Regions from separate parts of the Anser cygnoides genome. Here region 1 is linked to region 2. The links are chromatin contacts, called in public Hi-C maps. All regions are on one chromosome and are shown on one strand. Each heading gives the region's core, a stretch centred on a gene start, on an enhancer-like site or on the middle of the called end of the contact. The rest is flanking DNA. Distances are from core to core; before and after follow the strand shown.

The links. Hi-C and Micro-C count contacts between places; a contact is called where the count stands out from the background.
Region 1: a contact with region 2 is called in a Hi-C map of liver, with 1.8 times the contacts expected there. The contact joins the promoter of LOC106048077 here to the promoter of NECAP1 in region 2. A contact is called at or near these places in 2 of 7 Hi-C or Micro-C datasets (both in liver).

The regions. Positions count from the first base shown.
Region 1 is chr1:104,884,577-104,891,667 of Taihu_goose_T2T_genome, forward strand. LOC106048077 (alpha-2-macroglobulin-like) reads right to left here and starts at 1,848. Exons shown (of 36, transcript XM_067005523.1): 1 at 1,576-1,848. The coding sequence starts at 1,664. It overlaps LOC106048085 (a long non-coding RNA gene), which reads left to right and starts at 682. Exons shown (of 3, transcript XR_010824806.1): 1 at 682-1,277; 2 at 1,995-2,118.
Region 2 is chr1:104,347,436-104,353,931 of Taihu_goose_T2T_genome, forward strand. NECAP1 (NECAP endocytosis associated 1) reads right to left here and starts at 4,009. Exons shown (of 8, transcript XM_013199889.3): 1 at 3,824-4,009; 2 at 2,262-2,362; 3 at 1,981-2,085; 4 at 1,465-1,546; 5 at 984-1,092; 6 at 715-901. The coding sequence starts at 3,921. It overlaps LOC125180824 (a long non-coding RNA gene), which reads left to right and starts at 4,093. Exons shown (of 4, transcript XR_007159729.2): 1 at 4,093-4,608; 2 at 5,262-5,405; 3 at 6,015-6,496.

The sequences.
Region 1 (7,091 bases), core at 598-3,097, 530 kb after region 2:
AAAGGAAGTTGCAATGGGTCACCCGTTCTGATGCTGCAGTAACATGGTGAATAAGAGTTTTATTTATTTTTTAATATCTAATCTGAACCTTAATTGTGTCTCCTGTGCAGATAGCCACTTCTGAAACAGAAAGAGCAACAACTGTTGCTGCTTATCAAAGCTATCTCCCTGTGCAAGATGCAGAACGCAAATCTTGGTTGGAAGCTTCATTTTGATTTGACTTGGAGGTCTTCCGTTCTAGGGTAGCTTCCCTCCTGTGTTATACACAGCATCGGATCAACCCTGCAGCACACGGTACCAAGTGTGAGTGAGATCCATTATTCTCACACATGCCTAGCAATTCACTACTCAGACCACACTGTCTACCTCTTCCCTGACTGCTTACTGCACTCAGCTCCTATCTTTGTTCTGTGATCCCAAATACACCTCTCCTCCTCACACCTTTCTCATCCTTTCCTCTTTCTCCCCTCCCAAAATGATGCTCAGTTCAGAGAAAAAGAGCAGCATGTTGCCTATGCGAGGAAAGGACCAAGCAGTTTCCGTCTGATCTTTGGCAGGGATATGAACAAGATTACCGTGGAGACACTGGAGAGCTTTGCCTGACCCCAAAGCAGACTTGGCTGGCTTATCTACCCCAGAAGCAGCCAAATAGGGCAGGTGAATGAGGGACTGATGGTGAAGTGTGAGTCAAAGGTCCTTCAGTTTTGAGCCAGTCACCACTTTACCTCTGACCACACAGTAAGCAACAGCAGTGTTGCTGCACCTCCTGCTGCAGCTACTAGTGCTCATGCGGTGCTTGTCGGCACGAGATCTCTAGCAAGCATCACAAGACCAGCTTCGGAACCACAGAGGAGAGAACCGTGGCACAGCAAGAGGCACGCTGTGACAGCAGCAAGAGTCTAAAGAGGGAGATTGCTCTGCCTGGACAAGAGGCTGCAGAACCCTCTGTGGTAGGTGAGGCTGAGGTGGGGAGGCCAGGCTGATCTGCCCTTGCAGAGCTTCTCCTTGGGGCCCTCAGCAGTGTGAGTGCTGCAGCCATGCTCCTCACCTGCAGAGCCCCGGGGTGGACATCCCAGGGGAGGGTGCCAGCGCCAGACTCCATGCTGGCGGAAGGGAATTTAGGTCACAGATCCTCTTTGGGAACAAGCACGTCTGATGCTGCCAAGGGAAACAAACTGGGATGAAAGAAACAGGAGAAAGGGAACAAACCAGCTTGAAAGAAACAGGAGAACGCGGAGAAATGACTCAATGATCAAAACAAGGATACTACGGGAAAGGTAAGTACATGCATGCCCACAAAAACTCAGGCACCTGAAGATTTCTAGGTAAGAATATATTTAGGCAGAGATATTGTTCTGAACCAGGGCTGGACTAGCAGGGGAGTACCGAGGGGAAGAGGGAACACTGGCAGAGATGTGCAGGAAGGTCAGGGCTGGGCTAGTAGTGGGATGCAGGGTAGGAATGGGAGAAACTGGCACAGCTGTATAAAGAATGACAGAAAAGAAGAAAAATGACAGAAAAAAAAAAAAAAAGGAGCACTAAGACCTCCCTCCCCCTTCCATATGTGTAGCTTACGGTTCTGTAGTGGGAGAGGTATTTCCAGGGAGGAAGAAGAGGAGAAGGAGGAAGATATCTGGTTTGCCAAAGAGCCAGTCCTTCCCCATGGTGCAGAGCAGGACTGTGGTGACTCAAGCAGACATCCAGTCTGGTCCGGTGCTGTTGTTTTCCTGCACCTTGTAATTCCCCTCCACTCTCTGCTGGGTCAGCCCCTTTTTAACTGCTCTCTGCAAACAGCCCAGGGGCTAGAGGAGATAAGGGCTGTGGGCCAGGACCCATCCGGAAATGGGGAGAGGCGAGAGGCGTATAAGGAGGAGCTGGAGCAGAGGGACAGTATTTGGCTAGAGACTTTCAATGTGGGGGAAGGGTGTTTATTGGACAGTACTTATATTAGAAATCTTCGAACCATTCATACCCTGCTTTCTTTAACCCATCAGAGATCCACAGTCTTGGGGAAATGAACCAGGTTTGACACAAGGTTGCTCCCTGAGGGTAGCATCCAATCTCAGCGCTCGGACATCCAGTAATGCCATCTTTTGAAGTCAAAAGCTGTGTTTATAGGTATGTTACGACAAAAGGAAACCCACAGGCAAAAGCATTGCTCATGTTATATTAACAGAATACTGCAGTAGTTTGCTGACAAAGCCCCTAACAGGGCTGCTAGGTTAGACAATTAGTCAGTCAGGAATAAAATCCAAAGTGAGGTGACTACAGGTCTAGATATGGAAATATGTTGTTTCCACTGTGAACATGCATAAATATTAGGCAATGCCATCGGGTGGCATCCCTGCCCCCCAGCATGGTGATCATCTTCCACCATTCTGTGTTGCCTGCTCTTAGACTGCCTGGTCTGGGGTGAAAATGTTCCAGGTGCCCCAGGTGTCTCCCCTTTCCCTTTGCCAGATTCAGAGCTGTGCTGCTGTGAGTTGCATCCATAGTGAAAGTCACTCAGAAACAGCACTGCTCACTTGGCTTGGTTGTCTGTGAATATCTTGTTGCAACAGCTTATCCAGAAGTTGAATTTAGTAATTAAAAAAAAAAAAAAAAAAGATTGCTACATTCCAGCTGGTCACAAAAATGAAATACTCAGTCCAAGCTACCAGAACTCCCTGAGTAGCCTGACTTTGTGGGGTATTTGTATCAGCCCTTGGAAGACTGCAAAACTGCAGCTGTAGGGCTTCAGCTTGCCCTACAGAGTCTCTGCAATCAAAGAATCAAAGATTGGTCACGCTCTTATTAGAGATTTGTGACCCCTGTGAAGAGTCCTGTTGTGTATGAATACTCAGGAGATAAAATACTTTAGCACAAATCTTATTGAATGTGATTATATGAAGCCACATTAGTGGCAGAGGTTCTCTGATCTGTACAGAGGAACTGATAAGATCAGAACAACACTAATGGTTTGTCTGAATATTAAACTTTGAAATATAGTGAATGTTAAAACTGAATGTTAGTTTAACTACATAGTGTGTCTTGACTCTTGTGCTGACAGAAAACTGCAGGGAAGAGCAGTGTGAATGATGAGGAGAAATGTCTGAGGAGGAAAGGAAGTTTAAGAACTGTGTTCAAAAATCAGGCACAGTCTCTCATGGAATAAAGTTCAACACCTTTTTACAAACCACAAAAATAAGGAAAACAAACAGGAGGCAGCCAGTGCTAGGAATAAGTGTTATATAAGCGTGATATGAAAAAGGAATGAACATACACAGTCATAGAAACCAAAAGATTTAGCAGATTATCAGCTAGAGATGGAAATATTGATAAAATCTGGTTGTGTAACTATAAAGTAATAAAAGCCATATGGATCTTTCTCCAAAAATGCCCCCTATTGTCTGTCCTCTCCCTCCCATTTCCGTCTTCTCCAGTAAATAACTTGTGCAAAGTAGCAGTTTTCAAAGCAATTGTGTCCTGGATATTTGTTGGAAAACATGACTCACCCCACGTGTTCTGTTTTCATTCAGGATGTTGTGAACTGAAAACAAAAAGAAACCAGAATGGACACGTACAGTATGCTTTAAGGATGAGCATGTAAAACTAAAATTCATAGATCTAGAGGACTATCAGAAGCGGGGATTCAGCAGAGATCCTTCTCACTGCAATCTTTCTTCTACTCACCTATTTCCCATCCACAAGGTACAAAACATCTGTTTTTCAGTCCCCCAGGAACCACTCATTAGGTCTCTGACATCCTACTGCCCACCTTGCTCCACAAGCACTGACTGAGGCAGTCTATCTGGTACCTATCCCATTAAGCGCAGAACAATTGGTTTGAACTTGTACTTAGCTTGAAAGCTTTTTGGTTCTTTTTCATACCTGGAAGACAGATTGTGTATCTGAAGGACTGGCTACTTCTTCCAACAAGGGTAGCTGATCTGATAAGAGATATCTAAAGGAAACAAACCCAAAGCAATTTACTTAAAATAAATAAATAAATAAATAAAAAGCTTTACAAGAAAAAGCATTTGTACAAATTAACAGGATTAACAACAATACCCAGAAGGATAAAAAAAAAGGGTTCATTATTTTGTGGGAGACAAAATATTTCACAGGCTGTAGTGAAGAGAAGCTCCTCTAAAACTTATTAGGAAAACTCAGAAAGCGTGAACATTACAAAAGTCGCAACATGCAGATGAAGGAAGATATTCAATGAAATGAAGGCCCGTAAAAAGGCTTCATCAATTGAACTTCAAATTAAACTGAAAATATTAGAGCAAATAAAGATTATCCACTTTAGTAGCCTGTTGAATATCTTAATTTGACAGAAGGCTCTGGTGGCAGATTAACTGCCTTTCCTGAGTGCGGACATCTAGGCTGTCTAATATAACTCATATGAATTTCTGTGGTGTCCTATGAACAACTAAATCTATTCAGGTATGGTAAAGGCATCAACAAATTACCCATGTTTTAGTGTGCTTTGTAATGCATTAGGTTTTATAAATAGATTGTGACTGACTTTGTGTGATGCAAGGCAAGACCATTGGTAGTGCAAGCCCTATACGAAGTAGGGCTAATCCACCTTTCCCAACTTCTTATAACAAATATTACTTCTGTTTATACTTTTTGTCTTGCCTTAAAAGAAACCTATGCTGTCTGTTGCTAAAAAGACTGCGACCAAAGCTGTTAACCCTATGGTATGAGAAATCTGCAGCATGTCAGTCTGATGTTTATAGAGCACAGTGGAATGGGATCACTTGTTGAAATCCCACCATTAAATCCATCCAAGGTAATCAGTGAATAATATTAATATTGTTTAAATATATAACCAAGAAACTAGCTGTTTCATGTTGACAGATATGGTTTTGATATTAGAGAGAAATTAAGATGGTCCCTGATGTAAAGAATGAAAAGCTATTACATTTGTATTTCTCAGACTATTGCATGGAAAGGGTGGGGAAAAGCCGAAGTATTTACAAATGTGTCTGAAAACTGCATATGAGATAATTAACAATACTATTTATGACTCACGTTTTCTCTTTTCAGATAAAACTTCACCACATAAAGTCATAAAAAACGCATATAAAACTACAAATTTCACTTTATCTCTCTCTGTGATGTTATAATCCAGGCTCCCTTTCTCCTCAGATGAGATGCAAGCACCTCTTGAGGTGGTTCTGGTGGTCCTGAGGTTGGTGTTCAAGGCAGGTAGCATCAAGGGAGAGACAGGCTCTTCTCAGAGGTAGGCAGTGGCAAGAGCAGAGGCAGCGGGCCAGGCTGTGTCCAGAGAGACTCTAACTGAACAGACAGAAAAAATGCTTCCTCCGAGGGTGGTGCAGCAATAGAACACGTGCCCAGAGGGGCCATGGGATTGCCATCCCTGGAGACTGTCCAAACTTCATGGCACAAAAGTACCAGTACAGAAGAAGACCATGCTAACACAGCATAGGCATTTCAAAGATTTTTCCCATTTAGCTTTTGATGCTCATTCATTTAGCTACAAAATAGATATATAAATAAATAAATAAATAAATAAATAAATAAATAAGGTGAAACCCCAAATCACTGCCCCTCTGAATGACTTTGCAGGAAGAAGAAGTGGAAGACGACTCTGTCTATGCCACCTTTCCGGCTGGACCAGGTTGTACTTGCCTTGTGCCGCATCTGCTTACTGTGGTGGCTCTGCCATGGGGCTTGATCCTCCAGCTGTGCAGGGGGAACACTGGTCTGGATCCATTGGCGTGGTGGGCCAGGAGCCAGCTGGCTGAGCTAAAGAAGGGATAGGCTTTATGCTTAGCTCAGTTACTGATGTGCTGGGTCACACTGGGCAAGCCCAGGCCCCTCTCTGGGCCACAGCTAAGCCAGCTGTGATCTGCTGCTCAAGACCCAGTACAGATCTTTCCCTGGTGCAGAGAGCTGTAATTCAGCTGATGTGTTTGTACAGATTTTTGAGACGGAGGATGCTACAAGAAAGCAGGACAAGAAGTCCTGATAGAGTATTAGGCAAAGAAATAGGATACTCTTATGGTTAACCCTTTCCCATACACCTCCACATTGCACCTTGGTGGGCAGCGCAGAGTGTGTCACATTTATCCTTTTGGGTCAGGAAAAGGGGTATAAGCCATGATGCTGGAGAACAGGTTCCTTTTGAATTTAGGGTCCTGCTACAGAGCCTGCCCTGGCTGCATTACACCACTGCACTTCCCTCGTGTTTGGGGATACCCTGCATTGGACACAAGTGATTGGTAGGGAACAGGACAAGTCCTAAGTGCACAAGGACCTTGCCTAAGGAGCCAGAAAATGTCAGGAGAGCTGTGCATTCCAGAGCTAGCCGTGAATCTCAAACTCCGTGTATAGGACTTCCTAGAAGAGTTTTACCATGGCATAGGCATAAGGTCAGCAAGTAAGTGTGGACACACCTTGCCTTGACCAGAGGGACAGGAATAGGAGGAACAGGTTTCAACTAATACCCCAAGCCAGTAGGGTCTAGAGCTTATCACTTCCAGTAAAGTGAAGTAGGAAAGGCAAACATGTGGCATGGTTATGCAATTGTTTCTGGTAATAACCTAGCCTTCACCTCCCAGTGGGTACTGAGCCAAAGACTGAGAAAAAAATGTGCAAGGTTAGGACTTTGCAGCATGCACACAGAGCCCTGTCAATACACAGTATGGTGATTTTTATTCCCTCCACCTCTGCGTGCTTCGTTCATATTTACTCTATCTTTGCTTTCAAATAAGAATTCTTCACTCTCCCAACTGCCAGGTTATATACACAGTGTGAGAACATGGGGTCCAGGAGCCCTCCTGAAATCATGTTCTTAAGAGAATTTTACCCAGCACTGAAACTCTGGAGCGAGGAGCGGACAACTACAGGACAGGATCAAAGGGCATCAGAAGATTGGTGTGTTGAGCTTGCAAGAAGATCGGAGAGGGCAAGACTGAGAAGTTTCCTTGAAGGAGGCTTGTAGGTCCTGTATCCAATATGATGCCTGGCTTAAAAAAATTCTAGACCCTCAAAAGGTGACCCTTTAGGAGATTGATCAGAAAGAAGTTATGTCTTGCTGTTGAGCTGCAGGACTAGCTGATAAAATTTTTCTTCTA
Region 2 (6,496 bases), core at 2,759-5,258:
TAATAGTTATTAAACAGGCTTCTCCTGATCAGTACAAATCATGCACGGCAGCCCAGTCCCACTCAAGAGGTTACGGTTTCTTCTCAATCAGGTCTGTATATAGCACTGCTAATGTCCCTGAATTCACAGGAGTGTCATCAGCATTCATGTTGCAGTCACACACTCAGTACAGCACCTAGAAGACTGCAGCAACCTCTTTGTTACAGCCCAATTCCACTACACTTTGCACCTTCTGGTCTTCATACTAAAACTACCTCCCCTCCCTGTTCAACTCCTCTCAAGAAGTGCTTTTCCTGCACCTTTCAAAAACCACAGGACTATCTGTCTTTCCCTGTGGAAAGCAAATGACTGAGCACTAGTTTTCTGAACACCCTATACAGCTCTGTCAGTGCCCCTAAAGCATACATGAGTTCAGAAGAATTCAAGTATTTAAATTCGATACCCAACCAACCAGGTCATATTGACCAATTCATTTGGTTTCCCTTCTTGCAAGGAGAGCAGCTACAGTGCTATTCTCCCTTGCAAGGCTATCAAGCTGCTATTATTAAACAAACACGGATATCCTCAGGTCAAAGGGAGCAAAGCCCTCAGGGTCCGTCATGTTTCACAGGGCTTTTAACTGCACTTTTGACACTAGTTCCCTGAAGCAGGCCCATGTTCCATCTCTGCGCCTACTGGTGTCCAACAGACTATTTGTTCCATGCTAATGTTTACCTGCACTGCTCGCATTACTGGATTTCAGCACCGGTGGTGGTGTGACTTGGTTGGCAATGGCCGTGGAAGAAGGAGGAGGGATGGGAGGGACTGCAATTTTGCCTCCTGGTGGGGGTGGAAGCAGGCTTAGGCCCCCTGATCCAGACACACGAGGCTTGGCTACTCCTCCTTTCTTTGTCGTCATGTTCTGTATACAGGGAGAGGACAAGTGAGGAACAGTCTCCACTGGCATATCCAGAGAAAGAAGCTGAGTCAACTTTGCTCCTTACCCCAATGTTCAGTTTGATGGTCTGCCCTTCCTTGAACCCTAAATCTAATTTGGGACGTGTGTCAGCTTCCTGAGACTCCCTGGAGATCTCAGTCTCCTGCTTCACCCACCTAAAAAGAAGAGAGGTAAACACAAGACACTGTGGCAAATGGGAGCAGAGCTTCAGAAAAATGCATGGTTCCTTTCCCCACTCTGCCAAAGAACTGTCATGCCTTGTCAAGCCAGCTACCTCACCACCCCCAGTGCAGTATAGCAAAAAGCTCAGAATACCACAAACCCAAGAGACTGTCTAACACTCCACCTGTAGTGTCATAGGACTTAAGACTAACAGATCAGACCCTGCAGGACCCTCAGCTTGCAGCACACTCAGAGCAGGGCTTCATGATCATCCTGAGGAAACCTGCTCTAAGAGGACATGCACCACCACCCAACTCATTCCAGGGGCCAGAGGAAAAGCAGCAGTCCAGAAAAGCACAACTCACTTGAAGTGATCCTGCAAAGATACGTTGAAGTCAAAGGCATCACCACGGTCCGTGAAACCAATGCCTATAAATGCACTTCGTCCTAGCAAGGAGACGGAAGGAGTCATTGTAGGTGCCTTGCAAATTGGCCCCTGTGTCCATTCACTCCAAAATCCTCCTGCTTCTCCTAAACCACTCTGTGCTACCTCCCTCTGAGACATCTGCAGCTGAACACAAGCAGCTCACAGAAGTTCATTGCTCCTAGCCTGTAAGATGCACTTTTCTCACCATGTAGCGCTCTCAGAAACTAAATGCTCCTCCCTGTACTCTGTGTACTGTAGAGAACCCTCCTCTGTTAATCTTACCTTCCTACCCCTCCAGACACCCTACCCAGACTTTTCAGCACTCCCCCCACCATCTCAATCCACCAGACATGCATGCAGCTCCATCAGGTATGTCTGATGAACGCAGACATACCTCAGCTCCATCCGTCTCCTCCACCCCGACACTTGGCATATACATGACCCCTCAACTTACCAGTCCCATCCTGAATCCGAATCACAAAGTAACGGCTGGAATCCGTCACCGTCTCCACTGCAATGCCAGGATATTGGTCTATGGGAGCCTGAGCAAATAGTTCCCCTAGAAACAAAGAATCAGGTATTAAGGAGAGCAAGCTTTTTCTAATGCATGTCCAGAGCTACCATACAGAGCTTTGAGCAGGCTTAGAAGCACAGAGCTTTGAGCAGGCTTAGAATCACAGATTCATAACTAGCAACCACAGTTACGGTCTTGCCAAACCACATCCCTTCCCTTACCTGAAACCTTATCTTCTAGTTTTATATATGCAGTTTTGCCTTTGGAGGTGACACGAAGTCGCCCTGTCCAGTCCGGATGGTCCAGTTTCCAGTCAGATGCCCTGAAAAGAAAAGCAACTGTTCACTGACCGTACTTCAACCCTTCCACTTCTGCCCATCCAGCTAAAGTCTCTGCTCCCAAACCTTCAATGCACGCAGCTGCCTTATTCCCCTTCTCTTCTCTAACAATATATAAGGTCTCAGCTCCTCTGTTGCTGCCAATCTACATGCATAGCTCTGAGCAGCCTACCTTTCTGCTGCATAAAGGGAAATAGATACTATCCAGAGAACATCAACTCTGTGTTTTCCTTTATAATATTGCAGAATAGGGGAGACTGAAACCCAAGAACTCACTTGGAACTGTAAACACAAAAAGCAACTTAAAATCATCAGGAAAATTCATTAATTTTCTGAAACATACTGAAAAGTCACTCCATTACTTTATCCTACTGTTGTAAAAACAGTATCAAGTACCTGTACATCTAGAGGCAGCTAGTTTATACTAGGTAAAACATCATACATGCAACCATCTTGGCTGCCCCATCAAACAGACTGTTGCAGAATGAAAGAAAAAAATAATAATTAAAAAAAAAAAAAACAGAAAAAAAAAAAAAAAAACAGAAAAAACATCAACCTACAGGAGTCTGCAAATGGAAATAAGCATCTGTGGCCAGGTACAGCATCCACACCAGCAGTAGATCACCAAGCCCGGCAAGTACCAGCAATACACCCTAGAGCTTCAGAGTACAAACCAATTTCTCCAGCAAGTCTGCAGGAGCAGCTCACAGTGACATGCCACTGGTTTTGGCTAAAGACAGAGAAGGTATTTCTAACTCCTAGACCTGAAATATTTTCATAACAATCATAATGAAGCTCTTTTGCCTTCCTCCCAGCTACTGCAACAGCCAACAGACCAAATTCAACATTTGGTTACAGCAGATTGGACTCGTGTCCGATACTGGGAACCTGGCAAATTGAGAGCAGATGTTGGCTCTGCCTGGAAAAAGCACTGGAAGTCACTTACGTGCTCTCATGTCCTGCGTACGACTAGCTAGGCAATCCCCCGTCCTCCGCAGTATAGGAGGGAATACTTCTGGTCTAAGGCACAGACAGCATACAAAAGACTATTCAAATTTATTAGAAACATTCAGCATGTCATCTGCGGCTGGGGCCAGCGGAGGCAGAGGTGCTAAGGCCTCAGGAAGTCCACCTGACCTGCCTAAAGCCAGAGTGCGGCTCAGCAGGCACCACGAGCACCTGCATCCCAAGCCCCTGCTCGTCCACGCAGAATTGACCGTGCCAGCTGACCGGTCGCTCATGTGAAAGTCGACCACCGACCCCCGGCAAGGCCTCCGCCGCCTCATCCTCATCCTCCTCCTCCTCCTCCTCCTCCTCCTCCTCCTCCCCGCCCCGCTGAAGCGGGCAGCGCCGAGGCCAGGCGAGAGAGGCTCGGCCGCCCCAGGCGGAGCGGGGACCGCGCACAGCCCCGCAGCAAGCACGGGCCCCCGGCCCGGCCCCGGCACCTGTATCCGCGGTTGGAGGTGCGCGGCGGGATGCGGTACACGTTGACATCGGGCTTCACGCAGAGGACGGACTCGTACTCCAGCTCGGCCGCCGCCATCTCGGACGCGAACCCCGGCACCCCGGCGCGGAGCGAAGGGTGGGAGCCTAGGAACAAGCGGCACTTCCGACCGCCATCTTTGATGCGGGCAGGCCCCGCCTGGGGGCGCCGCTACGCCTACGTTGGGATCGGGCCGCGGCGGCGACGGCGCCGAGGAAGGCATCTTGCTGCGCCCGGCCGCCATCTTGGAACCGGTCCTGACAAAGCAAGCGCGGCCGGCGCCATCTTGGCTCCTGGCAGCCCGCTTCCCCCCCTGCCTGACGGGGCGGCCATGTTTGGTGCGGGCTGACGAAGCCGCGCCGGGCGCCATCCTGTGTGCGAGCTCCCGTTTGGCCGCCGGGGCGCTGGCCTCGGTGCTGGCTGCGGTACCGCGGGGCTGAGGCCTCCCGTGGGGCGGGGGGCCGCGGGCAGGCAGCGCCACCAAGGGGGGTGGCGGCTTGTCGGCACCGGGATCACCGTGACACGGCGGGTGCTGGGAAGCCCTGGGTCGGGGCGTGCTGAAGCAGATCCCGCTGTTCTCCCCTTCACATTTTTTTTTTGATAAGGACTAATAGTGTGTAAACTCCCGTTGTTTAATAGTCACATACTCCCCGGTGAAGGTTGGTGTTGAAGTCTTCTGCTGTGCAGTGGCCTGTGAACTGAGTCTCTAACAATCCTAAATGTTCACTCTGAAAACTGGTAGAAAAGGTACGAGAAAAGGTGTAAGAAAAGTTTATAAACAAAGTTATCTTTGTCCCCACAGCCAGAGACAGACGTGGCATGGGCTAATTGCGCCAGGAAGTAATTTAAGCTATCTATGCAAGACAGTGAGTACAATTTATTGCTGAGACTATAAGAACAAATAAATGAAACAGCACTGAGTTTGAGGAATATGTATATATTTATTTTTTTCTGGTACGAAACAAGAGTTAATGCAGTGAGAGCTGAAACTGCATCTGGAGGTTTGTAGGAGGAACAGGGTGGTAGCAGTCAAAGAAACTGTCCTTGCATCATGCCAAACACCCAACTAGCCCAGCATTGCATCTCTGACAGTGCCCAGTGCAAAAAAAAAAACGAAACTCGGAAAGGGGGATTGTGTTGCTGATTCCATAGATCTGGTAAGTGAAACTGTTTTGAAGTCAACAACAGGAACAGTCTTGGGTCATTAAGACCAATGAAATAGCATACTTGTAATTTAACTAGCATATGTCAATGTAACTGGCCTAGCTTTAAAAAAAAAAAAAAGGACAGCTATATGAATAGATACACAGGAACGATGCATGACTGGTGTGAGCTAAGTACCTGAATCATGATAGAATTATGCAAATGTGCAACTTCTGTTTTCCCTTCGCCTCTTCCAGCTTGTTCTGTTTCTCTGAAGTAGAAGGGAGAGGCTGACACATTGCTTTGTGGCAGATGTTGATGCCCGGGGATCAGAGGTCCATACCCTGCTGTGTGGGTGAAGAAAGGCCTTGCCCTGCCAGGCTGCACACAATGACAGACAGGTACCTGCTTGGGAATAGAGGTTTGAACACTTTTGTACAACCTGCACAAGAAAATGTGGGAATATATGGAGTCTATACTTAATGCAGACATGCCACAATGCAAAAGAAAGCTGTGCCTCCCTACTTACAGTATGCCAGTGTTGTATTGCTTGTCAGACTGCCAGATTGAAGGCAAAGAGGTTGATGAGAGGCAAACCTTGGAGAAGAATAGAGCAGAGCTGTTTAAAGACAGTAAACAATACAGAATTACAGTTTCCTAGTATACTAGACTGGCAAGCTGTAATGTAAGGGCTTAGTGGGCCAGAAGTTGGGTGTGCATTAATTAGCAATATTTTATAGACTTTCCTCCTCTGGATTCATCTAATTGCTTTTTTAAACCTGTTCATACTTTTGGTTACCAATAATCATCCTTTAAGCCATGAATCTAATCATGCAAAATGTGGAAAAGTGTTGGGTTGTTTGCTTTTTAGTTTTGTTTTCAAACTTCTATCTGATCATTTCATTTGATATCTCCTAGTTAATGTACTGTTAAAATTTACATAAAACTATTACATAAAACTATTCCCCTCATATCCCTCATACTGCCACTTAGATGTCTTTTTTTCACAGGGCGAAACGTTCTCATCGGTTGAGCTTGTCCACCAGAAGAAACTATTCTGAGCCGTGACTGTCCGGTTGTCTACATAATTTCTGCTACTATAATTGTTTTTAAGATAGAGGACCACCACAACAGCCAGTATTCAAGATGCAGCTGAATACTTCCTGCTGTATTTACCTTTTGAATACCGTAGCATCTTGACATGGTTTTTAATAGAATTTTCTACAGCAACTGCTATGTTTCTTCTTTAAGTGGTAACTTACCTAGATTACACCACTCTATGTATAGTTGTGTTTGCTTTCCCAATTCAGTAATTCACAATTACCAACATTAAATGTCACCCGCCTCCTTATTGTGTTGTCATGTGCCACAATCCTCTTACAACTCTTGTAAGAGAGCATTTAAACAAGAGAGTGGCAAAGGGCCAACTTTTGTAAGCACGTGAGGAAAGGTGCACAGGGAGCACCAGGACACCGGGAATGTGTCTCCCCCA